7 separate regions of the Mus musculus genome follow, and regions 1, 2, 3, 4, 5 and 7 are each linked to region 6. Evidence: chromatin contacts called from public Hi-C and HiChIP or PLAC-seq data. All regions are on one chromosome and are shown on one strand. The core of a region is the stretch at or near the end of the contact, and the rest is flanking DNA. Distances in the headings are between cores, read along the strand shown.

Evidence for each region. Hi-C and Micro-C count contacts between places; a contact is called where the count stands out from the background. HiChIP or PLAC-seq counts read pairs in DNA pulled down with a chosen protein or histone mark.
Region 1: a Hi-C map of uterus shows a contact between it and region 6, with 6 times the contacts expected there. The contact joins the enhancer-like site here to the promoter of Myc in region 6. A contact is called at or near these places in 4 of 39 promoter capture datasets (cranial neural crest, hippocampal neurons, liver and 1 more), 1 of 15 datasets of contacts at CTCF or cohesin (the NIH/3T3 cell line), 8 of 484 Hi-C or Micro-C datasets (the HL-1 cell line, the N1E-115 cell line, cerebellar granule neurons and 2 more), 15 of 115 datasets of contacts at active chromatin or transcription factors (the 230-238 cell line, the SCID.adh cell line, SST interneurons and 12 more) and 1 of 9 other capture datasets (adipose tissue).
Region 2: a contact with region 6 is called in an H3K4me3 HiChIP or PLAC-seq map of bone marrow-derived macrophages, with 22 times the contacts expected there. The contact joins the enhancer-like site here to the promoter of Myc in region 6. A contact is called at or near these places in 13 of 39 promoter capture datasets (the C10 cell line, the HPC-7 cell line, cranial neural crest and 9 more), 3 of 15 datasets of contacts at CTCF or cohesin (the NIH/3T3 cell line, large pre-B cells and pro-B cells), 15 of 115 datasets of contacts at active chromatin or transcription factors (the 230-238 cell line, the SCID.adh cell line, SST interneurons and 11 more) and 1 of 9 other capture datasets (embryonic stem cells).
Region 3: an H3K4me3 HiChIP or PLAC-seq map of the SCID.adh cell line shows a contact between it and region 6, with 11 read pairs. The contact joins the enhancer-like site here to the promoter of Myc in region 6. A contact is called at or near these places in 5 of 39 promoter capture datasets (the 3T3-L1 cell line, the C10 cell line, the HPC-7 cell line and 2 more), 1 of 15 datasets of contacts at CTCF or cohesin (large pre-B cells), 1 of 484 Hi-C or Micro-C datasets (Sertoli cells) and 14 of 115 datasets of contacts at active chromatin or transcription factors (the NIH/3T3 cell line, the SCID.adh cell line, acute myeloid leukemia and 11 more).
Region 4: an H3K4me3 HiChIP or PLAC-seq map of the SCID.adh cell line shows a contact between it and region 6, with 11 read pairs. The contact joins the enhancer-like site here to the promoter of Myc in region 6. A contact is called at or near these places in 4 of 39 promoter capture datasets (the 3T3-L1 cell line, hippocampal neurons, liver and 1 more), 1 of 15 datasets of contacts at CTCF or cohesin (the NIH/3T3 cell line), 1 of 484 Hi-C or Micro-C datasets (the C2C12 cell line), 10 of 115 datasets of contacts at active chromatin or transcription factors (the 230-238 cell line, DN3 thymocytes, the NIH/3T3 cell line and 7 more) and 1 of 9 other capture datasets (macrophages).
Region 5: a contact with region 6 is called in an H3K4me3 HiChIP or PLAC-seq map of the SCID.adh cell line, with 10 read pairs. The contact joins the enhancer-like site here to the promoter of Myc in region 6. A contact is called at or near these places in 13 of 39 promoter capture datasets (the 3T3-L1 cell line, the C10 cell line, the HPC-7 cell line and 9 more), 2 of 15 datasets of contacts at CTCF or cohesin (large pre-B cells and pro-B cells), 20 of 484 Hi-C or Micro-C datasets (the 3T3-L1 cell line, the AML12 cell line, the G1E-ER4 cell line and 16 more), 12 of 115 datasets of contacts at active chromatin or transcription factors (the 230-238 cell line, the SCID.adh cell line, T-cell acute lymphoblastic leukemia and 8 more) and 2 of 9 other capture datasets (liver and macrophages).
Region 7: a Hi-C map of Sertoli cells shows a contact between it and region 6, with 2.4 times the contacts expected there. The contact joins the enhancer-like site here to the promoter of Myc in region 6. A contact is called at or near these places in 7 of 39 promoter capture datasets (cranial neural crest, embryonic stem cells, frontonasal cranial neural crest and 4 more), 1 of 15 datasets of contacts at CTCF or cohesin (pro-B cells), 9 of 484 Hi-C or Micro-C datasets (Sertoli cells, cardiomyocytes, embryonic fibroblasts and 4 more), 13 of 115 datasets of contacts at active chromatin or transcription factors (the NIH/3T3 cell line, the SCID.adh cell line, acute myeloid leukemia and 9 more) and 3 of 9 other capture datasets (bone marrow-derived macrophages, embryonic stem cells and macrophages).

Annotation. Positions count from the first base shown.
Region 1 is chr15:63,531,076-63,534,299 of GRCm38.p6, reverse strand. No RefSeq gene overlaps it. Among named protein-coding and RNA genes, the nearest start is that of Gm25702, 51 kb to the right of the region's middle. Within about 2 kb of position 1,464, at least 28 of the 459 cell types and tissues checked have an H3K27ac peak or open chromatin away from gene starts, as enhancers often do. A contact at or near this core is called in the N1E-115 cell line, embryonic basal ganglia, embryonic cerebral cortex and 2 more, where this site is marked.
Region 2 is chr15:63,677,450-63,680,732 of GRCm38.p6, reverse strand. No RefSeq gene overlaps it. Among named protein-coding and RNA genes, the nearest start is that of 4930449C09Rik, 39 kb to the left of the region's middle. Within about 2 kb of position 1,587, at least 29 of the 459 cell types and tissues checked have an H3K27ac peak or open chromatin away from gene starts, as enhancers often do. A contact at or near this core is called in the HPC-7 cell line, bone marrow-derived macrophages, hematopoietic stem and progenitor cells and 3 more, where this site is marked.
Region 3 is chr15:63,461,114-63,464,414 of GRCm38.p6, reverse strand. The region is part of intron 1 of Gm20740 (predicted gene, 20740); the gene reads left to right. Among named protein-coding and RNA genes, the nearest start is that of Gm20740, 17 kb to the left of the region's middle. Within about 2 kb of position 1,959, at least 12 of the 459 cell types and tissues checked have an H3K27ac peak or open chromatin away from gene starts, as enhancers often do. A contact at or near this core is called in the SCID.adh cell line, where this site is marked.
Region 4 is chr15:63,557,852-63,561,029 of GRCm38.p6, reverse strand. No RefSeq gene overlaps it. Among named protein-coding and RNA genes, the nearest start is that of Gm25702, 78 kb to the right of the region's middle. Within about 2 kb of position 1,454, at least 19 of the 459 cell types and tissues checked have an H3K27ac peak or open chromatin away from gene starts, as enhancers often do. A contact at or near this core is called in the NIH/3T3 cell line, the SCID.adh cell line and pancreatic cancer cells, where this site is marked.
Region 5 is chr15:63,583,557-63,586,624 of GRCm38.p6, reverse strand. No RefSeq gene overlaps it. Among named protein-coding and RNA genes, the nearest start is that of Gm25702, 100 kb to the right of the region's middle. Within about 2 kb of position 1,729, at least 1 of the 459 cell types and tissues checked has an H3K27ac peak or open chromatin away from gene starts, as enhancers often do. A contact at or near this core is called in the SCID.adh cell line, where this site is marked.
Region 6 is chr15:61,983,605-61,986,637 of GRCm38.p6, reverse strand. Myc (myelocytomatosis oncogene) reads right to left here and starts at 1,297. Exons shown (of 3, transcript NM_001177352.1): 1 at 687-1,297.
Region 7 is chr15:63,482,774-63,485,682 of GRCm38.p6, reverse strand. No RefSeq gene overlaps it. Among named protein-coding and RNA genes, the nearest start is that of Gm25702, 3.0 kb to the right of the region's middle. Within about 2 kb of position 1,277, at least 39 of the 459 cell types and tissues checked have an H3K27ac peak or open chromatin away from gene starts, as enhancers often do. A contact at or near this core is called in Sertoli cells, pancreatic cancer cells, second pharyngeal arch cranial neural crest and 1 more, where this site is marked.

The DNA.
Region 1 (3,224 bases), core at 215-2,714, 1.5 Mb before region 6:
GAAGGAGTTGGGAGAGGGAAAAGTATGATCAGAATATATTGTATGCAAATTTCATTTTCAATTAAGAAAAAGAGAGTTCAAGGAGTTTAGGCTGAGGATGCTGGCACTTATATACCCTGAATCTCAACATGTGCAAGGCTGAGCCAGAAGGATCATGAGTTTGAATTCAGTATGTAGTACATAGTGAAAATTAGTCTCAAACTATCATAAACAAATAAGTAAATACTGATAAGTTATTCTCTACCAGTGAAACAAGCCAATTCAAGCCAAATTAAAATATATAAAGGCAGGTTTATTGGGAGGCAGATCTTGGGCAGATTTACTGGTCCCAAGGAACAAGGCCAGAGAAGTTGCCATGGGAAGGGAGACAGAAAGGAGGGGCAAGAGAAATCGAGAAAGAGCATGTACAAGCAGGGAGAGAGAGAAAATGCAGAGGCGTATGGGAGACCACAGTGTGTGGATTATATAAGGAGAAGCTTCTGGGAGAGGGGAAGCCCAGCCCCTGGACTGGAAGGAACTGTTAACAGGCAAAGGCACTGTGCTTAATTAAAAGATGGTTTTCACAGTATGCCAGACATGCTTGTAACATGTAGGGACTGAGGAATCCTGGGAGAACCTGGAGCCAGGTCCTCTTTGACATGTTAAATAGGCACTTCAGCATCCTTTCTGGGTCTGAAACCCAATATAGGGAAAGAAGGTAAGATCAGGAGTCAGGTATTCCTTGGACTCAATCCATATCAAAAACAGTACTAAAATAGTTGTTCTATCAAGTGTTTGGACATTGGCTCAAGCCACGAAGCAGAAACTTCTAGTTTTTGGTTGTATCAGGTGTTAGCCATTGACTTAGTGCGTCATGGGAATGTCAAGCCCTTCTGGTTTAGGGAGATAAGTAGATGTGCGCCTAGTGGGTTTGCACAGAACACAGAGACCTGAGGGCAGCAGCTTTGCTGCTCATATTCTCACTCCATATGCCTCATGGTTATTAATCTGGAGTGTTCATTTAATATGCCATCTCCAAGGGTCACTTATTCTTTTATTCCCCATGTATATATTTTACTTCAATCAGCATTAAATAGGTTATTATATGCAAGTACCAGTAAAAACAGTCTATTGTTAAAATAAGTCTCCCCCCCCCCCCATCCTCAGTGTGTTTCGACTTGGGCTTAAATCCTGTTTCCCTTGACATTCTTGCACCAGATGTCTTAGGTTTTACCTTAAACAGAAAAGAATTGCTCTTCAGTGGGGCAATTGAGTCTTCAGAAATAGGAGCTTATGTTCAGCTTATCAAATTTGGATCCAGCTCCTCCTCCATGATAATTAACATGCAATGATATTCCCGAGTCTTTTTCCCCTGGCAGGGTCCTGGCAGACTTTTCAAGGTTCAAGCTGGTTCTAAATAACACTAAGATAAATCTTTGCTTTTGTCACACTGTTGAGTCGCTAATAAAGAGAGCAGGCAGGCATTGTGGCGGGCTTTCTTTGGTCAGAGAGCCCTTAATGGTGTGTCAGGATTATATAATTCACCCTCCAAGAGCATCCAAAAGAGAGATAAATTGTTTGGTTGGGAGAAATTAACCGCGGATTGATCCTATCTGTTTTAATTTAACACAGGATGGCTTAGACTACTCCTAGGAGCAGATGGGCTATTGATCTGACAATAGGATAATCAGAGCATCAAAGCTGGGGTGGGAGAGCGAAGGGAGGGGCTTCCGAAGCGCTTGGGACTTTGCCAGAGTATTCCTCTTGGAACGAAAGCCATCTTTTAATTGGGCACGCGCCTTTGCCTGCTAACAGTCCTTATGATCAGTAAGAGCTCCCAAGGACTGGACCTGCATGGAGTTTTCCTGTAAAGAGCTTATGCTGGGCGTGCTGCTTGGCAGAGGGATGCAACTTGGCAGTGGAAGGGTGTAAACTGTGGGGGAAGGAAGGGAGCAAGGAGTTGGATACTGTGCTCTGGGAAGCCGCTGCTGAAAAAAGATGGAGACAGAGATAGCAGAGTTGGAATTAGAATCATCTGGTTAAACTCAGAGGCTACACAGTCTTCCTTTCTGCCTTTTTTTTTTCTTTAAATAAACATTCTATTTTCCTGCTACCAATTTGTTTTACTTCTGCCTAATTTACACATACTACACTTATCAATAATCTTCTCCCTGATCTCAAGGGTGAGGTTTCTTTGGGAGCCAGGTAAAGGTGTATATGGAAGCTGAGTGTCTCCAGGGTGTTAGGGTTGGGGCCATGCCCTTCTTTTGTACCTGCAGTTTTGCTTGTGAGTTAGGTGTCTCCTCTGGCTCGTGGACACTCAGTTAAAAGCTCATGGCCCCAGATGCTCCCAGATGGGTCAGGCAGAGTTCTTGGGATGCTATGGTGACTACTAGGTCAGGATGCCCTGACACATAACCCAGTTGAAGACCCAGCCAAGGCCAAGTATCAAAGGGCAAATGCAGTCCAGGGGGTCAGGGAAAGGGCAAATAAGTCTTGTGAGGGACACTTGGGACTTTGACAAGCTGAGTCTGCCTGACTTTGAGAAGAGCCTGCGTCATTCATGTCAAGGGTCCTCTTTGGGGATGAAGTAGTAGTAGTGGCTGACCATGGAGAATCCTAGTTTGCCCTGGGGTTTGGTCCATTAGTAAAGCTCTGAGGGGTGTCCAATGCAGCAGGAATGTGCAGATCTCTCTCTCTCTCTCTCTCTCTCTCTCTCTCTCTCAATCTCTCTCTCTCTTTCTCTCTCTCTCTAGGTGACAGCAAGTCTTAAAAAACAAACTTGAACTGCTCTTGGTAAGGGCAATAAACGGCAACAGTGACATGTACTTAGGTCTTTTAGTTGGGGACAAGGGGAAATGGTGGTGTAGTTTCTCCCTACTCTCTTCTACCTCTCCTGCTGTCCTACCTTTCACCCTTCCAATCTCAGATTTCCAGTGATCCTCCTTATGATTTAGAGCTAGAAAGGCCTTATGTCTCATCAGGATACCCACCAACATCTCCTAAGTGCTCTCTCCACCATGGGAACCTGGAGAGACTGATAACCATATATCAGGTCACATCTATCTGGAGAGAATTTCCTAACTGTGCTGGCAACAACCACACCCACCCTACTATTGCTGAAAACATCTTGGATGTATGAGGAGAGGCAGAGGGCAGAGAAGCCTTTAAGAGAAAGGAAATCATTTATTATTCATTCAACTGGAGGATCTATTACTATAAACTTCTAGGCTCTGTGGAGTTGG
Region 2 (3,283 bases), core at 338-2,837, 1.7 Mb before region 6:
CTTGTCCTCTAGGGTTCCCAGGGATGGAAGATCTTGTGTGCAAATAAAATAAACTCAGCCTGAAGGCCAGTAATTTAGATTAATAAAGAGCTATGTTTATATAACTGTGTTAACAGAATTCTACATGGCAAGTCAAATCCAATTTTCTCAGGCTATACAACCATTTCTAAACAGGACTTGGCCAAGAATGTCTAGTTTGTGAGTGCACAAAACAAGGAGCAAAGATTTTTCATAGTCTTTAGGCCCCTGAGATTCTATTTTTGTGGCTCTAGTTTCTCAGGAGATCATGGTACAACTGAAGCAGCTTGAGTAAGGCGATTCTGTATGTGTAAGAATCTATTCATGTCCCTGGACACATCTGTGCTGGTTAATTTTATGTTAGCTTGATATAAGCTACAGTCATTTGGGATCCTCCATTGAAAAAAATAAATGCCCCTAGTAGATTGGCTTGTGGTAGATTTTCTTGATTGGTGATTGACATGGGAGGGCCCAGTGCCCTGCCCCCATACCCCATTACTATACAAGAAAGCAGGCTGAGCTTGCCCTGGGAAGCAAGCCAGTTCTCCTTTAAGCTTCTGCTTCAGTCTCTGCCTCCAGGCTCCTGCCCTGATTTTCCTCAGCTTTAAACTCTAACGTGGATCTGTAAATGAAATGAGCAAGCCCTTTCCTCCCTATGTTGTTTTTGTTCATGGTGTTTTATCATAAAAATAGAAAACCTAGCTAAGACAATGCCCTTCATCCTCCTGTCTTCCCATCATCCATCCATTCATGCATCCATTAAAAGACATCTCCTGGCCAGCATGGGACTGACCTAGGCCCTCTGCATATATGGTAAGATTGTATAGCTTCATCTTCTTGTGGGACACCTAACAGTGGGAGCAGGGGCTGTCTCTGATTCTTTTGCCTGCTTTTGGGACCCTTTCCTTCTTACTGGTTGCTTTGTTCAGCCTTGACGGAAAACTGTGGTTGGGATGTAAAAAAATAACAACAACATCTCCTGGCACATGACAACACTAGAATTCTAGCTCTTTTGTTTCTGACTTCTCCAGTAAGAGAACCAAGTAAGAAGGGGGAAAACAAAAACAAAAACAAAAACAAAAAATCCAACAACCCAGAAGTTCAGAGATGCCTATGTTGAAAATGCCCCGGAGCTTTTATGTTCATACTCCCAATAAACATGCAAGATGAATGCCATTTGATTCTGTCCTCTTTTTGTTGTAAAAGCACAGAGGTCTGGAACAGCTGTATCTTTGCACAGCTGTACAACTTGCTCAAAGGAACAGAAATGCACATCTATGGGCTATGTAGTATGCACTAGGTATGGCCTTCATGTTCACAATCTTACTGCACTGGGCACAACACTGAACAGAAATTTGTGTGTTTACATGTGTGTGTTTATGTGTGTGTGTGTGTGTGTGTGTGTGTGTGTGTGTGTGTGTGTGTGTGTATTTGATACAAATAAATGAGAAACAAGGGTACTGAGAAGTTATGGACTTGTTTACGTCATGGGTAGGAAGTGAAGCCTCTGGTCTTCCTATGGCCTCATGCTGTCTCCCCAGAGAACACACAGGGTCAAAGCTGTCACCTACTGCTAACCCTGACTCAGTGAGAGGCATCCTGGCTTTCTTCCCCTTTTCTTTCAAAGTTTCAATGAGAAGGGTCAGAAAGGAAAACCACAGCAGCAACATAAATAGCAGAGGAAGGACGAGGGTCGGAGAAGGGTCTTGGGAGTAAATGGTGGTTTGAAGATAACGTTTTGGACCAGGGCTGGGAACCTGGAAAACACAGACCTCCAAAAGACCGCCTTTTTCCGTTGACATTTCTGGAATGGTTGTGGGCCAGCTTTTCTTTCTTCTCTCAGCCCTGTCTCAGCAATGGCAGAGTCTTGTCATCTTTTGAGAGCTCTTCATGGACTCTCTGGGAGACGGTTCTCTGTCTGTTGGCCCTGACGCTTGTTCTCATTATTTCCAGCCCTTTCTGGATACACACTGCACTTGTGTGTGACCACCATCTTATTATAAGTGATCCCAGATCTAGACCTCCAGCCCATGTCTGCCCTGGCACACCATCTGTCTCACTCATGAAGGTGCCCAGTACCACTATCTCCAGGGAAGCCCCTCTCCTCCCACATTCCTAACTTCAGATAACAGAGACACTCCAAACAAGGTGTCTTTTTCTTCTTCTTCTTCTCCTTATTTACATTTCATACGTTTTCCCCTTTCCAGGACTCCCCTTCAGAAACCCCCTATCCTATCCCTTCTCCCCACTCACCAAAGCAGTTGATTGTCTTATCTCATGGTCTCTTGTTTCTGAGTGCCTGAGTACCTAATTAGTCTACGTGCTGGTTTAAAAGCAGAAAAATGAGGTATTAACCCTCATCTGCCTCCCAGCCCACAATATTATGTTGTGTGTGTTTGTGAGTTAGGCATCAGGCATTGAAGAGAATGCTCCCCCCCAATTTTTCTAATTGGATATTTTATTTATTTACATTTCTTTTTTTTAATTAGGTATTTTCCTCATTTACATTTCCAATGCTATCCCAAAAGCCCCCCATACCCTCCACCCCACTCCCCTACCTACCCATTCCCACTTTTTGTCCCTGGCATTCCCCTGTACTGGAGCATATAAAGTTTGCAAGTCCAATGGGCCTCTCTTTCCAGTGATGGCCTACTAGGCCATCTTTTGATATATATGCAGCTAGAGTCAAGAGCTCTGGGGTACTGGTTAGTTCATAATGTTGTTCCACCTATAGGGTTGCAGATCCCTTTAGCTCCTTGGGTATTTTCTCTAGCTCCTCCATTGGGGACCCTGTGATCCATCCAATAGCTAACTGTGAGCATCCACTTCTGTGTTTGCTAGGCCCCGGTGTAGTCTCACTAGAGACAGCTATATCAGGGTCCTTTCAGCAAAATCTTACTAGTGTATGCAATGGTGTCAGCGTTTGGAGGCTGATTATGGGATGGATCCCTGGATATGGCAGTCTCTAGATGGTCCATACATTTGTCTCAGCTCCAAACTTCGTCTCTGTAACTTATTTACATTTCAAATGTTATCCCCTTTCCCTGTTTCTGCTCTGGAAACTTCCTATCCCATCCGTTCTCCCCTTGCTTCTATGAGGGTGCTCACCCACCTTCCCACCCACTTCTACTTCCCTGCCCTGCCAATCCCCTACTCTGGGGCATGGAGACTTCCCAGGACCAAGGGTCTCTCCTCCCATTGATGTCTGACAAGGCCATCCTCTGCTACATATGCAGCTGGAGCCATGGGTCCCTCCATGTGTACT
Region 3 (3,301 bases), core at 710-3,209, 1.5 Mb before region 6:
TTGATTTAAGTTACGAAGTAGTATAATATCTTATTTATGTAATTATTTTCAGAATTAATTAATTAACTAATTTCTGTAATTAATTTTCAGAAACACATTTTTTTAAATCATACCTGGATATGTTTTCCTGTCTGTTTGCTTCAATTCTTTTAATAGCTGTATAGTGTTTCATAAGATTCGCATAGCAGAAGGAATAAAGTCATTACCCAAGGAGATGAACAGTTACCTTACTTCTGTATCTTTTTCTGTAACAGAACTATATTTTTGTAACAGAGAGAACAGTAGCCCTTAAGGACCCTAGCACACTGACAAAGTGACATTGCTCTGAAGGGGTTGCTTGCGACGATGCTAAGGAGGGTGTCTACCAGCCAGAGGAGAAATGACAGAGGAAGAAGGCTTTCTCCAAAGGGGTTTGTTGAAAGAAGGCTGGAAAATACCTGACTTGAAAGCAATGTCTGGAAACAGGTGTTCTGTTTGTCTGTAGACAATGTGGTCCTCCACATGCTTTCTGCAGATGTTGTTGTTGATGCTGTGGTCAGGGACCACTTCCCTCTGGGTACACAACTCTAAGATCTCACTGACAAAAAGGTCATTTATACCAACTGTAAATGCAATAAAGAAGAAATTATTTAGTAGTCATAGTAAACTCATCCTGAGCCATAGACCTGGGACAAGGCAGAGGAAAAGAAATAGTAAAAAGATAATAAAGAACCTTGCTTCATATTATTATTGGAGTCCTTAGTGTTTGGAGTGAGATCCCATAGGCATAGAGATTTTCCAAGTTCTCCATAATCAATGTGATCTAAAACATTATACATGATATAGTCAAACTGACTGAACACACGTGACTTTAGATCCTTTGAGTGTGTTTCCTTGGATGTTGTGATTATTCCTCTCACCTGCAAAATGAAAAGATTTACTAAATACAGAATGTGTTCCTTCTTTTGCCATGACTTTTGCCTCAGCTTGCAGTCCATATCCTTCTATCTTGAATATTGTTAAGAAGTATTAACTAGTTTCTATATCTCTAGTCTCTACAGTATTGTCAAAGCAATATTCTTACATTTGGAGTTGAACCTTTAAAAAGATCTTTGGTGGCCGTTAAAGTTCATTCACAGAAATGGAGAAGGTAGTTTGCATCACCCCTTTATGGCCTTCTGGATTCAAGTCAACTCCTTCACAAATGCCTGTCCTAAACTGTGTTCTGTACATCTTTGCTTCTCACATTTCTACAGTTAGGAATTTGCACTCAGAGCAGGGAATAACCCATAAAAGTTCTTGAAGCTTATTTAACTAGTAGAATAGGTAGCACCTGTTGGTGCTATAAAGTCCATTTTGTTCCTACATTATGAAGGCATGAAGGTCTGCATGTAATTATGTAAACACTTCTTAGATGCTTTGCTGTACATGGAACTTAGGACATAGTTTTGCTAAGTGCAGCTGCTGTTTGGGTGGAAACATCTTGTTTAGAGACTAATCAATCAGAATTTCATAAAGGTACCTTTAATTAGGAGGGGCTTGGAGAAAAAGTACAGCCATAGAAGAATTGCAAGGACAGCCATGATGCAGAGAAAAGTCAAATGGGGACCATATGACAATTTAGAGACACGATGTACATAAAGCATGAGAAGGTGCAACATTTTTTTATAATAAGACATGGCTTCTCAGGAATAAGCAGGAAGACAAATAAAATCCAATGTCTTGAACACCATTTCCACACATCTGCCAAGCACTGAGAAAAACGGAATTTACCAGAGATCCTACTGGCATATCATTCTTTGAGTGCTAACAATTTGTGTGATAGGGAGAAGAGCTGATCTAGAAATTGAAAGATGTGAGTGCCAGAATCACATGTACCAGCGATTGTCCTGTGACCATGAGGCTACCACTACACTGTTACCTACTTGTTAAAATAACAGGCTGGAACTGAATCAATGCTTTGTTCCCGTGTCCTACCTTCTTGGCAGACATCAGTAAATGACTCATGGACTCTTCCCATGAAGCAAATACAAACCGGATGGAGATGGCTCCTGAGGTCATCCAACCTGAGTGTCCTCACATCTCAGGCACCCTGCAAATCTCATGAAAAAACAACAGAAGCTTAACCATGCCATGATTTCTCTGATTCTCTTTCCTTCTATGTTGATAAGCAGATGACTTGTCTCTAAATTGTCACTCAAATGTCACATTAGAGTGACAGAGGAGGGGCTGCTGGGAAGCTTAGCACAGTTTTCTATCAGGCACAATTTATGATGTTCACAGTGTGGACAGCTGATTCAGAAATGATATCATCATCTAGGAGATGTTAAAATACTGAGAAAGAAAACAACCCAGCTGCTCAAGTCAGTAAATCCCAAATCACCCAAAATTCAGACATATTTTAACAATGTTACTCAGGTTATAGTTTGATACTTTAACTAATATTAACAGATGATTTGAAAAGACCGCTTGCAGGTTTCATCATTGATAATACTAAGTAACCTGCATGCTCATTATAATTTCTCTTGGGATTCTGCCTTCAGCATCTAACCTGTCATAGGCTCTGGGAAGTGTTAACACATCATGAGACTGAAGCAAGTAGAGATAGGAGAGAACAGGCCAGTGTTCTAATTTAGACTCATTCTTCCCAGAGAAGCAATATTTCTCAGGAGAGTATTAGACAATTTCCCAGCACTTTCCAAATAATTGACATTTGTAACACCCTGGCGAGGTGGGCAGAGTGAAGAACGTGTCCCTGTTAGAGAAAATTGGTTCTCCATTTCCTCAGGAAAATTGTTGGAGGTTTGCTATGTGTTGAGCTCTGTCTGAGACTGCATATATAAACAAGACCAGTCTCTACAGTGGCATCACCTGAGGGAAAAGGTATGAAGTTCTTCTGGTAAACACAGGTACATATCCCTGTGTTGAGAATTCTGGTTATGATCTGTTCAAATTCCTGCCACACCTGCTTACAATTCTTTGTGATACCCAACTACAGATGAGCCAGTGGTGGTAACATAATCAGCGAGAATTTCCAGGGTATGTAGGACGGTGTGTAGTGAGACTGTGGTGTGTAATTCAGAGAAGGTCACCAAAGGAAACTAGGCAGAATAGAATCATAAAGGAGGGAAGAGCTCTATAAAGTTTGCCAAGCAGGGAAGAATGGCCTAAGGAGTCTATAATGATATGCAGAGTCTGTTTGTAGGATCATGTTGCAGCTTTACTGAAACTTGTACCACATTCCTATAGTAGGGTACATCTTATCTTCTTGTGAAGAGCACAAGTGTTAAGAGGGCAGTGTTATGCAGACAGGGATGAAGAG
Region 4 (3,178 bases), core at 205-2,704, 1.6 Mb before region 6:
GGTCACCCGTGCAGCCTGCCCTCCGCGGAGTCCCGGAGCCAAGAAGGCTCCCGCCGGCGCCTGTGCCACAAACCTCTCAGGCCTGGCAGACCCCCGTGCTCTCACCAGGAAGGTGGCCGGCTATCTGGAGCTCAATTTTATGATATCTTAATTGCTTTCTATCCTTATACCTACATATCCATGAGCCAGATATCTCCTTTGTTGTCTGTTTATCACTTTAAATAAAAAACTTTAAACTTTTGAGAATTTTATAAATGAGTACTGTATTACATTATTTCCATCCCTCTCTTTCTTTATTCTGACTCTTTGTCCCCCCCTTTAAAATTTATGACCTCTTCTTTTACACAGACACAGACACATACACACACAGACACACACACACACACACACACACACATACACACATACATATACACATTCACACACACACATAAACACAGATATCCACACATCCACACACATCCACACACACACACACACACACACACACACACACACACACACATATATATATATATGCATATACACACACACATATACACATATACATAACATGCCCACATATACATACATATACACACATACACATATATATACACATACATGCACACATATATACACACATTCACACACACATTCACAGATATGTATATATAGATACAACCTGCTCAATCTATTTAGTGTTGCTCATATATGTGCATATGTATATGTATGTGTACTCTGTGTGTGTGTGTAATGAGAGGAAATAGTTTAGGATTGAATAACCTGTTAGAGGACTCAACTGTGGAAAATGATAGCTTCTCTCAGCAGCCATTGTCTGTAGCTTTTCATCTAGGAGTGGAGCCTTGTGAGATTTACTCCATTATGCTGAAAGTCACCAGATGTTGCCATTGTTTTGATCTTGATTAGGTGACCATATTGTTGAGTTTTCTAGACTGGAGCCTCCCTGTTATGTATAAAAGACACACCCTTACAGTTTGTGTCCTGTCCCTTTGGCTCTTATTATGTTTCTACCTGCCTCTTCCCTGATGTTCCCTAAGCCTTAGGGGCTGGTGTTTATTGTAGGGTTGGGACCCCATCATTGCTCTGTCCACGTAGACCAGTCATGATATGTGTGAATAGATGTGGATTTCTGTGATGGTCTCTAGCAGTTCCAATAAAAAGCTTATTTGATGACAGTGAAAGCTACAGTTACCTGTTGGTGTAAGAGTAAGTGTTTGGAATGGAGTTAGAGGTTATAATGATTTTGAAAATTTGCAGCAGTAAGTTAGGTTGTCCTCTGGCATTCTCTTACATTTTTCACTAAAAAACAAACAAACAAACAAACAGACAAACAAACAAACAAACCATTTCTACGGGCTAAGGGTGTAGTTCTGGGACAGAGTACTTGCTGAGCATGTTTAAGGCCTGGACCCTCTCTGTCACTGCAAGAAACAAAGACCCAAATAAGCAAACAAGGCTTATTTTTGGATGATGTGTAGTTGGATGATCAAACCAAAGCAAACCAAACCACTTCCTGCTCAACTTCAAGGCAGATAAAATTCCAGCACTGAAGGGAGGAGATGGGCAGGAAGCCTTCCCTCCAGCTGAGGAGTAATGTTAATTTTTACATTTACCCCATGTGGTAACGCTTTATCATATTGTCCTATACTACTCTATGTATATAATAATAGTTTTAAATCATCAAGAAAAATGAACAATGGTGGTTTTTGTTGGTAGATAAGTTTGCAGTGCATTTTCCACAAGTATTTCCTCTGTCAGCTTTGAGAAGTGTATGCATAATTTAAAGCAGCAGCAAACTGTACCCAGAGGCCTCCTGAGACTTGCTCAGGGACTCTTGCTACTGAGTAGCAAAGTTAGACAAACCCCTGCGCTTTCTTATCTTAAATATTGTGTTCTTACATCCAGTTTCAGTCTGTGGGGGTATTTAACATGAGGTATGTTTTTTTAAAGGTTTTATAAAGTATGAAGATTGGCTTTTGTTTTCTGAGAAGCACATTTTTGCGGATGACATAACTTCTGATCCTGAAATGCAGTATTGTAATTAATGCCATCATAGTACTTTCAGTGTGCCTCTTTATGGATTTCTTATAACCTTAGGAAGTCACTATGACTAAGTGTGGGAGAACTCAAGGTCAAGGGCAGAGGATATCCTACAGCTTGGATTTAAGCCCAAACAATCTGACTCTGGTTTCCTGAACCCAGCCCAGCAAGGACACTGCCTCATTGAAGGTACAACTCTAAGTGCAAGCTGCTAAATAGAATGCCACCTAGCTATGTTCATTTATTCTCAATAAATGTGAGCTTCATTTACCTCATTCTGTTAGATAGATCTGAGAGTACACTCCTTGGATACAGTTGGGAATGCTCTGGTCTTCTACTTGTAAGCTGTGGGTAATGTGCTGTATCTTTCTTCATCACTCATAGTAACAGCTGAAAGTGGACTGAATCCAAGGCCTCTGCATCATCTTGAATTCTTCCATGAGAACTGTTCCTCACTGGTAGTTCCTGCTGCTTCTCACTGCCATAGTCCTACCCAGAAGCCTCTGTTTCATAGCACTTCCTGACCTCAGGCACAGAATAAACACAATCACACAATTTATTACCATGTAATCATTATTTACCTGGGGGGGGGGTGAATTCAGAACAATAAATTCTAAATTTCACTTCCCAAAGGTCCAAACCACTCTTCCTCATTCTTGCAAATTGTCTAATCACCTTGTATAGATCAGAACTCATATGGTTGAGGAGTAATCATTATGGACTGTGAATTATTAAATCAACAACTTTAAAAATTCCTAGAAGTTTGCTACAAAGAAACAGCATAAGAGAGAAAAAAAACCCTCCCTTTTCTTACTCAGTGTTATTTATTTGGGCTGGGAATATAGCTGAGTTATCGGAGTGACAGCCTCATGTGGCCCAATGTTTTGATCCCGAGCACTGCATACACTGGATGTGGTGGTATGTTTATCCATCTAGTTAGCAGCATGAACCTGGGAAAGCAGGGCCTAAAAATGAGTCAGACTAAAGTCTTACACAATAGCCAGCTTTATTCAGAGTGCCAGGCAATTTATACTCCGAGGGTTAAGAAGAATCACAGAAGTAAGGTGTTCAATCACAATGACAAGCCACATGTGGCAAAAACATGTTTTTCCATAGAGGCATATAAATAACCATG
Region 5 (3,068 bases), core at 480-2,979, 1.6 Mb before region 6:
TCCCTCTCCTCTTCCTCTTCTTCTTTTTTTATATTTTTTATTAGGTATTTTCTTCATTTACATTTCCAATGCTATCCCAAAAGTCCCCCTATGTCCTCCCCCCCTATTCCCCTACCCACCCACTCCCACTTTTTGGCCCTGGTGTTCCCCTGTACTGGGGCATATAAAGTTTGCAAGACCAAGGGGCCTCTCTTTCCAGTGATGGCTGACTAGGCCATCTTTTGATACATATGCAGCTAGAGTCAAGAGCTCCGGGGTACTGGTTAGTTCATAATGTTGTTCCACCTATAGGGCTGCAGATCCTTTAGCTCCTTGGGTACTTTCTCTAGCTCCTCCATTGGGGGCCCTGTGATCCATCCAATAGCTGACTGTGAGCATCCACTTCTGTGTTTGCTAGGCCCCGGCATAGTCTCACAAGAGACAGCTATATCTGTATATCTGGGTCCTTTCAGCAAAATCTTGCTAGTGTATGCAATGGTGTCAGCGTTTGGAGGCTGATTATGGGATGGATCCCTGGATATGGCAGTCTCTAGATGGTCCATCCTTTTGTCTCAGCTCCAAACTGTGTCTCTGTAACTCCTTCCATGGGTGTTTTGTTCCCAGTTCTAAGAAGGGGCAAAGTGTCCACACTTTGGTCTTCATTCTTCTTGAATTTCATGCTTTTAGCAAATTGTATCTTATATCTTGTGTATCCTAAGTTTCTGGGCTAATATCCACTTATCAGTGAGTACATATTGTGTGAGTTCCTTTGTGAATGTGTTACCTCGCTCAGGATGATGCCCTCCAGGTCCATCCATTTGCCTAGGAATTTCATAAATTCATTCTTCTTCTTCTTTTTAAGAGAAGAAAATCCACCAATGCAATCCACTATATAAACAAACTAAAAGAAAAAACTGACAGGATCATTTCATTAGATGCTGAAAAAGCCTTTCATGAAATCCAAGAATCTTTAATAATGAAAGACTTGGAGATATTAGTGATATATGGGAAATAAATTGCCTTTAGTAAATACCAAATTAAATGGAGAGTATCTCAAAGCAACCTCACTAAAATCAGGAACAACACAAGGCTGTCTAATCTCTCTATATCTAATCAATATAATAACTGTAGTTCTAGCAGGAGCAGTAAGATAGCTGAAGGAGATCAAAGAGATACAAATTGGAAATGAAGAAGTCAATGTATCACTATTTGCAGATGTTATGATAGTATAAATAAACAAACCCAAAATTCTACCAGGGAACTCCAAGAGCTGATGTATGCCTTTAGTGAAATAACTGGATACAAGATTAACTTTAAGAAAATCAGTAGCCCTCCTATACACAAATGACAAATGGGCTAAGAAAGAAATCAGGGAAATAATACATTTCACGATAGCCACAAGTAGTACAAAATATCCTGGAGTAACTCTAATCAAGCTAATGACACAGAGATCCCTTTATAATGAATTTAGTGGTTGTCTCAGCCAGCTTTGTTTATTTTTTTTTCCAGCCAGTTTTAAGCAGTCCTATATTTTCATTGCTAGGGACTTGGCTTTGAGAGGTTAAAGCCTCATGCCATTAGCTCACTGTCTGCTTTTTACTTGTGGTTGAAGATGTGCGCTCTCATTTTCCTGTTCTTGTGACTTGTTTGCCACTTTTCATGGCTTTCTTAAATGATGGACCCTTATTCCTCTGAAACCCTACGCCTGAATTAGCTTACTTCCATAAGTCGCATTTCATCACAGCACCGGAAAGGTAACTAATACAGCTGTGTGGTTGCATCAGCCTCTTGTGCCAGCCAGTTTAAGTCTTTTCCTTATGCTTATGTAGCCGACTTTTGTCTCCTATTGGCTAAAGGAAGATCTGAGACCACATAGGGCATAAGAGAGATTTCTCTGCCTCTATTCTGCCTAGTCCTTTCAGCAACTGTGGTGCTATTAGCATATCTTCAGCTGAAAAGATCACTCAGGGGCACAGAGTGCTTTAATTTCTCCAGGTAGGACATGATACATAAATATTTCATATGTACTAAGCAATTGCAAATCATTGCATCTTTCTGGAAAGTCGACTTTCATAAATTAGTCAATGTTTGGCTTGGATTAATATTTATTATATTAACATTTACATTAAATTACATTAAAATATCAATTTAAGCATGCATCTAGCAAATCCAATTCACAATCGTGGGATATTTGCAATGTATTCATTGAATAATCAGACATTTATAAATTGTTCTAAGCCATTTCTCAATATATAGCAAGATATACCAAGGGCGCTCTTTGAGAAAAACAAATTATACTCTCTCAAGGTGATTTTGGCCTCTTGGTGTATATCAGGAATCTTAGATTTTTAAAAATTACCTAATATGCATCTTAATGTTAATAACCTAACCCTAATAGTAGTCAATATGTATGAAAGAAAAAATTTCACATATTTATAAATGAACTATAGTATACTATTATGTAATATATAAACACAAACATAAAGACATGAATGTAAGTGTACAGAATTCATATACATATGCTGGTTAATAGGTCCTTCCTGTCATGTATTAAGTATTTATACTAAGCTTTGCTTTGGGTTGTTCACATTATTTTCATACTGAATACTTGCAGGATTCCCTCAAGGTAGATATTGATAATCTTTCTTTAGAGACAAAGCTATTTAAGTTAAGAAAAGTTAAGTATTTGGTGAAAGACAGTAATGACTGGTGGTGGAGCTTGCCTTTGAACAACTGAGCCTTTTACCTTCACAGTTCCTCCTTTTAAACACTGAATGATAAAGCTTCCTGCCAAGCATTCATAGAATCAATTCTCACAGATCTTTCAGACTTTCCCAGGAAGAATTTTTTAGCATCTACTGCTGTTATTGTACAAAGGAAGAATCTGAAGTCCAGAGAGTTTGAAGTAGTCCATTCAGAACATTTAAAAAGCCCGCATTAGACTTGTAACCTTATGCTGAATAAAGACTATGTTTTTTTTTTTTTACTTTTACCACTTAAAACTAAAATAACAATACAACAAATAGAGGTATTTATCATATGAATAAATGAATGCTCAAGGAAAAAGTGGATGGATCTATATAATATTT
Region 6 (3,033 bases), core at 48-2,547:
TTTCCCCCAAGTCAACGAATCGGTCACATCCCTGTCCCAATTTTGCTTCTCCTCACTGCGCTAGCCCAACATCAAGTCCTAGTGCCGCGGGGGTCAGGCTTAAATTTTACTACGATCACTATTTTTAAAGCCAAAATAGCAACTTCTTAAAAGGCTCAGGGACGGGTTGCGATCGCCGCCGGGGATTGGCGGGCGGGACGCACCTCCGTGTCGGTCCCAGGCTGTCAGAAATGCACCAAGCTGAAATTTAAATGCCCTCTCAGAGACTGGTAAGTCAGAAGCTACGGAGCCTTCTCGCTCCCAAACGCAAAAGGTAATCCCTTCTCCAAAGACCTCAGGATTCCAAGGGCTTTCTTTGGCCACCACGAAGCGACCTCCCGGTTTGACCCCTCAAAGGACACATATCAATTAATGTAGCAAAGCAAGAATGTCCAACCGGCCGGGTCAGCGTCAGCCCATAGTAACCTCGGGAACCCCGCTTCAAAATGCATCCCGGTTTTTCCCTTCCCCTTTCCTCTGTCATCTTGACAAGTCGCTCTACCCCGACTCAGATCTACCCCAGCCTACCCCAACTACTCTTGAGAAAAGTGTCAAAAGCACAGGAATGGAAGAAAGACTGTCCTAACCGGCCGCTACATTCAAGACGCAGAAAGAACACAGGGAAAGACCACCAGATCTGTGCTTACCGGGGTTTCCAACGCCCAAAGGAAATCCAGCCTTCAAACAGCTCGAGGAGCTCTTTTCAGGAGAGCTGATCGCGGGCAGAGGCAGAGAACACTGTCCCCAAATAGACAAAAATTCCCTCCCCGGAGCCTGGGGAGTCCTGTCCTGGCTCGCAGATTGTAAGTTCCAGTGAGAAGTGTCTGCCCGCTGCAATGGGCAAAGTTTCCCAGCGGCGGCGAGGGTTGCGGCCGCTGATGTTGGGTCAGTCGCAGGGTTGGGGAGAGTGGGCGGCAGGCTCGGAGGCAAAGCCCCTCTCACTCCAGAGCTGCCTTCTTAGGTCGCCCCGGAGCGCGGCTCTGCACACACGGCTCTTCCAACCGTCCGCTCACTCCCTCTGTCTCTCGCTGGAATTACTACAGCGAGTCAGAAAAAAACGCCCGAAAAGCTTCTTTTATACTGCGACTCAGGATCCCTCCCCTCCCTTCTTTTTCCCGCCAAGCGTCGGCGAAGCCCTGCCCTTCAGGAGGCAGGAGGGGAGCTGAGTGAGGCGAGTCGGACCCGGCAGCTGAGAGCAGCGCAGCCCAGGGGTCCTCGGCCGCGCAGACCCCCGGAATATAAAGGGCGGGTGGGCGGGGATTAGCCAGAGAATCTCTCTTTCTCCCTTCCCCACCTCTCTCTATTTTTTTTTCCTCCTCTCGCTTCCCCGCCCTCTGCTTTGGGAACTCGGGAGGGGGGCTAGTGGGGAGCCGGGGAAAGAGGAGGAGGAGCCTCAGCCCCGCAGCCCAGTACTCCGGCTCCGGGGTGTAAACAGTAATAGCGCAGCATGAATTAACTGCGCGCCCGACCATTTTCTCTTGCTCGCGCGCTAGTCCTTTCCCTTTCTGTACGGTTGTTCGGGCGCAGCGCTCGGCTGAACTGTGTTCTTGCCCTGCGTATATCAGTCACCGCAGGTGGAACAGCTGCCTCGCTCCACACAATACGCCATGTACCCTGGACCGCGTCACGCACGTCCCGGGCGGCCAGGCGTCTCTCTAAGGCTGGGGAAAACAGAATTTAGAAAGGGGGAAGGACGAACGAATGAGTTATCTAGGAGCCCCCGCTCAGTGTGTGGAGTGATAGAGGGTGATCAACCGCAGATGAGGTCTATGCAGGAAAAACGATGTCTGGAATTTTATTAAAATTGCTCAGCAACTCACTGCCACGTATACTTGGAGAGCCACTTAGGGATAAACAGCCACTCCATCTCGCGGGGAAGGCATTGTGTATTTTGCCTTTGGTCGTACAGTTATGTTGACTGGGCACATTCTTTCCAGAACGACCCCCCCCCCCAATTTGCTGCCAAAAGGCAGATTCCCCCCCCCCCCCACACACACACTCCAGCACCTCCGGTTCGGACTTCCACCCGGCGGGTGGTGTGGAGGCGGCTCTTTCCCCTGTAGGTCTCCCTGCGCAGTCCAGTAAAGTGGCGGCGGGTGCGCTCTACCCGGCTCCTCCGGGAGGAGTCTCTGCCGGTCTACACCCCATACACCTCCACACAGTTCCAGGGCCACAGTCGGTTTTCACAAGAGGCAAATCCTCTTTGCCCCTGTGGAGCCAGTTTGCAGCAGACTCTGGTTTAGGAGCTGGGGTGGGGAAAATCAAGGCGCTAGACGCGAGAATATGCCATGAATTGGGGGGTTGGGGAAAACCCGGACTTCCCAGAAAGGGGGAGGAGTGAATTGCCAACCCAGATCTGGGGAGCCTGCAGAGACCCTAGAATAAAGAAAACCGTTAACCCCTTCCTCCCAGGACAAACCCAAGCTTTCCCCTTTTATTACTGGAATCGTAATTATGCACTTAAAAAAAAAAGTCGGCCCTGATCAGATCAAAGTAACGTTACATTTTTGCCTTCGTATGTGTGTGTTAAGCTAATTAAAAGCTGATTTTAATTTATACATTAATTTCCCAGTTTCCTTTTTCCTGAATACTACGCTGTGCATTCTGTACAATCCCCAAACGTATACATACACACTTTATATATACACGATAATCTAGCTTATTAACCAACCAGAAACATGAGTCTTTTGCTCTGTGCATTGGTTCTAGATTTATTATATAATGCATATTCCCTCGGGATTTGCTTATCCTACACTTTAAAACCCAAAGAAGTCTTCTTATTCCGGACTCCTCGCCCCAAGGCACTTAAAGAAACCTCTCTCACTGCTACCCGGTTTAAAAAAAAAAAAAAAAAAAAAAAAGAAAGAAAAGAAAATACAGTAGCGTGTATAAGGTGCTCATTGTTCAAAGTTGTTATTAGCCACTGAGTTTGCAATTTAGGATTCAGCTGTTGAATGATAGTATCTTCCTTCATCGAGCTCATTGCACAATTCA
Region 7 (2,909 bases), core at 28-2,527, 1.5 Mb before region 6:
AGAGAGACAGAGATAGACAGGAACATAGACTGAGACACAGAGACAGCCAGAGTCAGAGAACAGAGGGACAGAGACAGAGAGAGCTAGAGATAGAGAAATTAGAAGATAACAATTTTATATTCCTGAATGGGACACACTATTCCTTCTTCATCATCCCTTTCTCCAGTTCATTCAGTTACCAGATATTCAACCACTTACTCAAGTCATAAATGTCAATTTCTGGTCTAAATATGGGTATTTGTTGATTTGTTCAATTTGGGGTGGTAAAGAAGGTTCTTTTAAAAAAATAGCCATGTTGAGAGGTAGCTAACTTACTAAGACAAACACTTAAAGAACACAACCCAATAGTTTTATTATATTCACAGAGTCATACAGCCATTTCTAGAGTATTTTTATCATCTCCTCAAACAGACCCCACTTTCATCAGTAATCATGCCTCACATGATTATGCAGTAGCCCTCTACAAAGCTTGTTGAAATCTCTGGGAAGTAAATGCTCTAGGATTGGACACCTCAGTGAGCTACGCAATATGTAAACTATTATGAGCGAAACATTTTCCAGGCGCTAGCAATAGGGGGAGAACCACAAGAGATGGCCAACCAATCTCATCTCTCTGGGAACTGATGTTGTATGCTGGAGTAGACAGATGGATTCCACGTGAAAAACAAAGTCCAGGAAAAAAAAACAAAACAAAACAAAAAAAAAAAAAACCTCTTGTTAGTGACAGAGTGAGCCAGGCTTTCTGCCACGTTACTAGTAAGTTGGGGATTGACATGTGTGTGATTTCAAAGCCTGTGTTTGCTAAAGGAGAACCTGACATTAAAATCTCAGCTGAATAAAACTTCTGGATGCTTTACTATAGCCAGCTGTGCATATCTCTGGATTTGTTGCCTTCCTAGCCAGCTGCCTTCTAAGAGTTTTCATGGTGTTTCCAAAGAAAATGTAAAGTAAACAACTCAAGGATCCTTGGTTATCAGCAGCCAATGCAAAGGCTTTTCTGCCCTGGATACCGTCAGCTTAACCAATAGTATCTTTGTTAGCAGAATTATGGGGGTGGGAGTTGGGAGAGAAGAGTCAAAGGGTAATTAAAGTGACTTACATTTCTCTTTCTTCCTGCTATAATCCTGAGGATTTGAGTTCTTCAACAAATCAAATTCAGTTTGAGTTTTAACCTTCTTACATGAAAAGCCAGGTTTAAAAATAGCCTTTCATGCCCCGGTGACTGTAAACAAACATTGGTGTGTGGAGTCGACTGAAGGGCAGCAGACATTACATAGCCCTGCAGGAATGTGGAATTTAATATAAATGGAGTGACTCTCCTACATATGTTCAGTGTCTTTGCTCTGTATTGCCGGCAGAGTTCTTTGGGGGAAGGGAGAAGAATCATCATTAAATGTTGGAGCTGAAAAGAACTTTAGAAATCATGGAGACTTTGTTGCTACATTTCTGAAGTGGAGTGACCAAGAACCGGATAGTGCTAGTGAACTAGTTTTAGTGAGAGCCAGAAACTGGGGCAGAATCAGCTCCTCCCCTATTTCTTTGAGGCCTCCGTGGTCCGATATCAACAGAATACTTGACCAATATATACTATGATATTTAAAAAACAGGGACCATCCATTCATATATCTGTGAATAGACTCCCGATTGCCATGGATATGGGATATGTCTATTTGCTGGGTTTGGGATCTTGGAGAGCTACTTTACACTGTCTGGTAAATTACAACAAAGTAGTCAATTTAACTTTTGAGAAACAAGTGTAGATCTTCTATGTTGAGTTGTTGGGACAGCCTCGTGCAATAAGTAAATAAATGTTTCAGATCTTAGTTGATATTTAAGTTGTATACACTTTCTTTTCTTTTTACCGCCTCCTTTCTCTTCAGAATGTTTCCACATTCCTTTGAGGTTTTAAAGACATTGGTGGAAAACTACCATTTCTCTGTACAACTGTAGGAGTTACTTTCCTCTTGCTGTGATAAAACACCATGATCAAGGTAAGTTATAGAAGAAAGAGTTTATTGTACTTTCTGTTCCAGAGAGGTAAGAGTCTAGGATGGCAGAGTGGAAGGATGGAAGCTGGATCAGGAAGTTCAGAGCTTACATCAGTAAAAGAAAGCACAAGCAAAAAGAAAGCAATGGCACATGGCATGGGCTTTTAAACCCCTTATACCTACCTCCAATGACATACTTCCTCCAACAAGTCTATACCTCTTAAACTTGCCCACAAAACACCACCAAATGGAGACCATGATTCTTTGCGGGGACATTCTCATCTAAATTCTGATATGGTCCAAGGTGATCATTATGGTAATTACAGCTGTTCCCATTTACTGAATGCCTTACTATATTTGAGACACTTTGTGAACATTGACTCTTATTTTCATGGAAATCTTATTATTATCCTTTCCTTGTTAGGGCTGAATAAAAGCAAGTTCAGAAGGGATGACTAATTTGAGGACCTCACGCCACATGTCTTTAAAGCCTGTGCTCACCTCTATTCTTATGTCACCTCACTGGGTATGATGACAAACATACCTTTTAGTGCTCACCATAAAGTCTTGAGAAAATAATGAGCATGGAAATACCAAATGAAACAAAATCTACTTGGGATTCTTAAACCATGGGTATAAGGAAAGAAAGGTAGACATATTCAGATAGCATAAAGAGCTATCACGAACAGAGTATAGATACAGTTTAAGTGCTAGAAATAAAAATGGACTGATTTTGGAGTTGTAGAGCAATATTCAAGTCACAACTTTGCCATGTCTGCCATGTAGCATTGAGAAGGCTTGGAGACTTCTTTCTGTACCCTTCACCTGGATGAGATCAGCAGTAAACAACAGAGATAATAAAAGGTAGGAGCTGTCAAATGAGTATTGTTGAAAGGTGATGAGTTCAACATTCACTAGCAC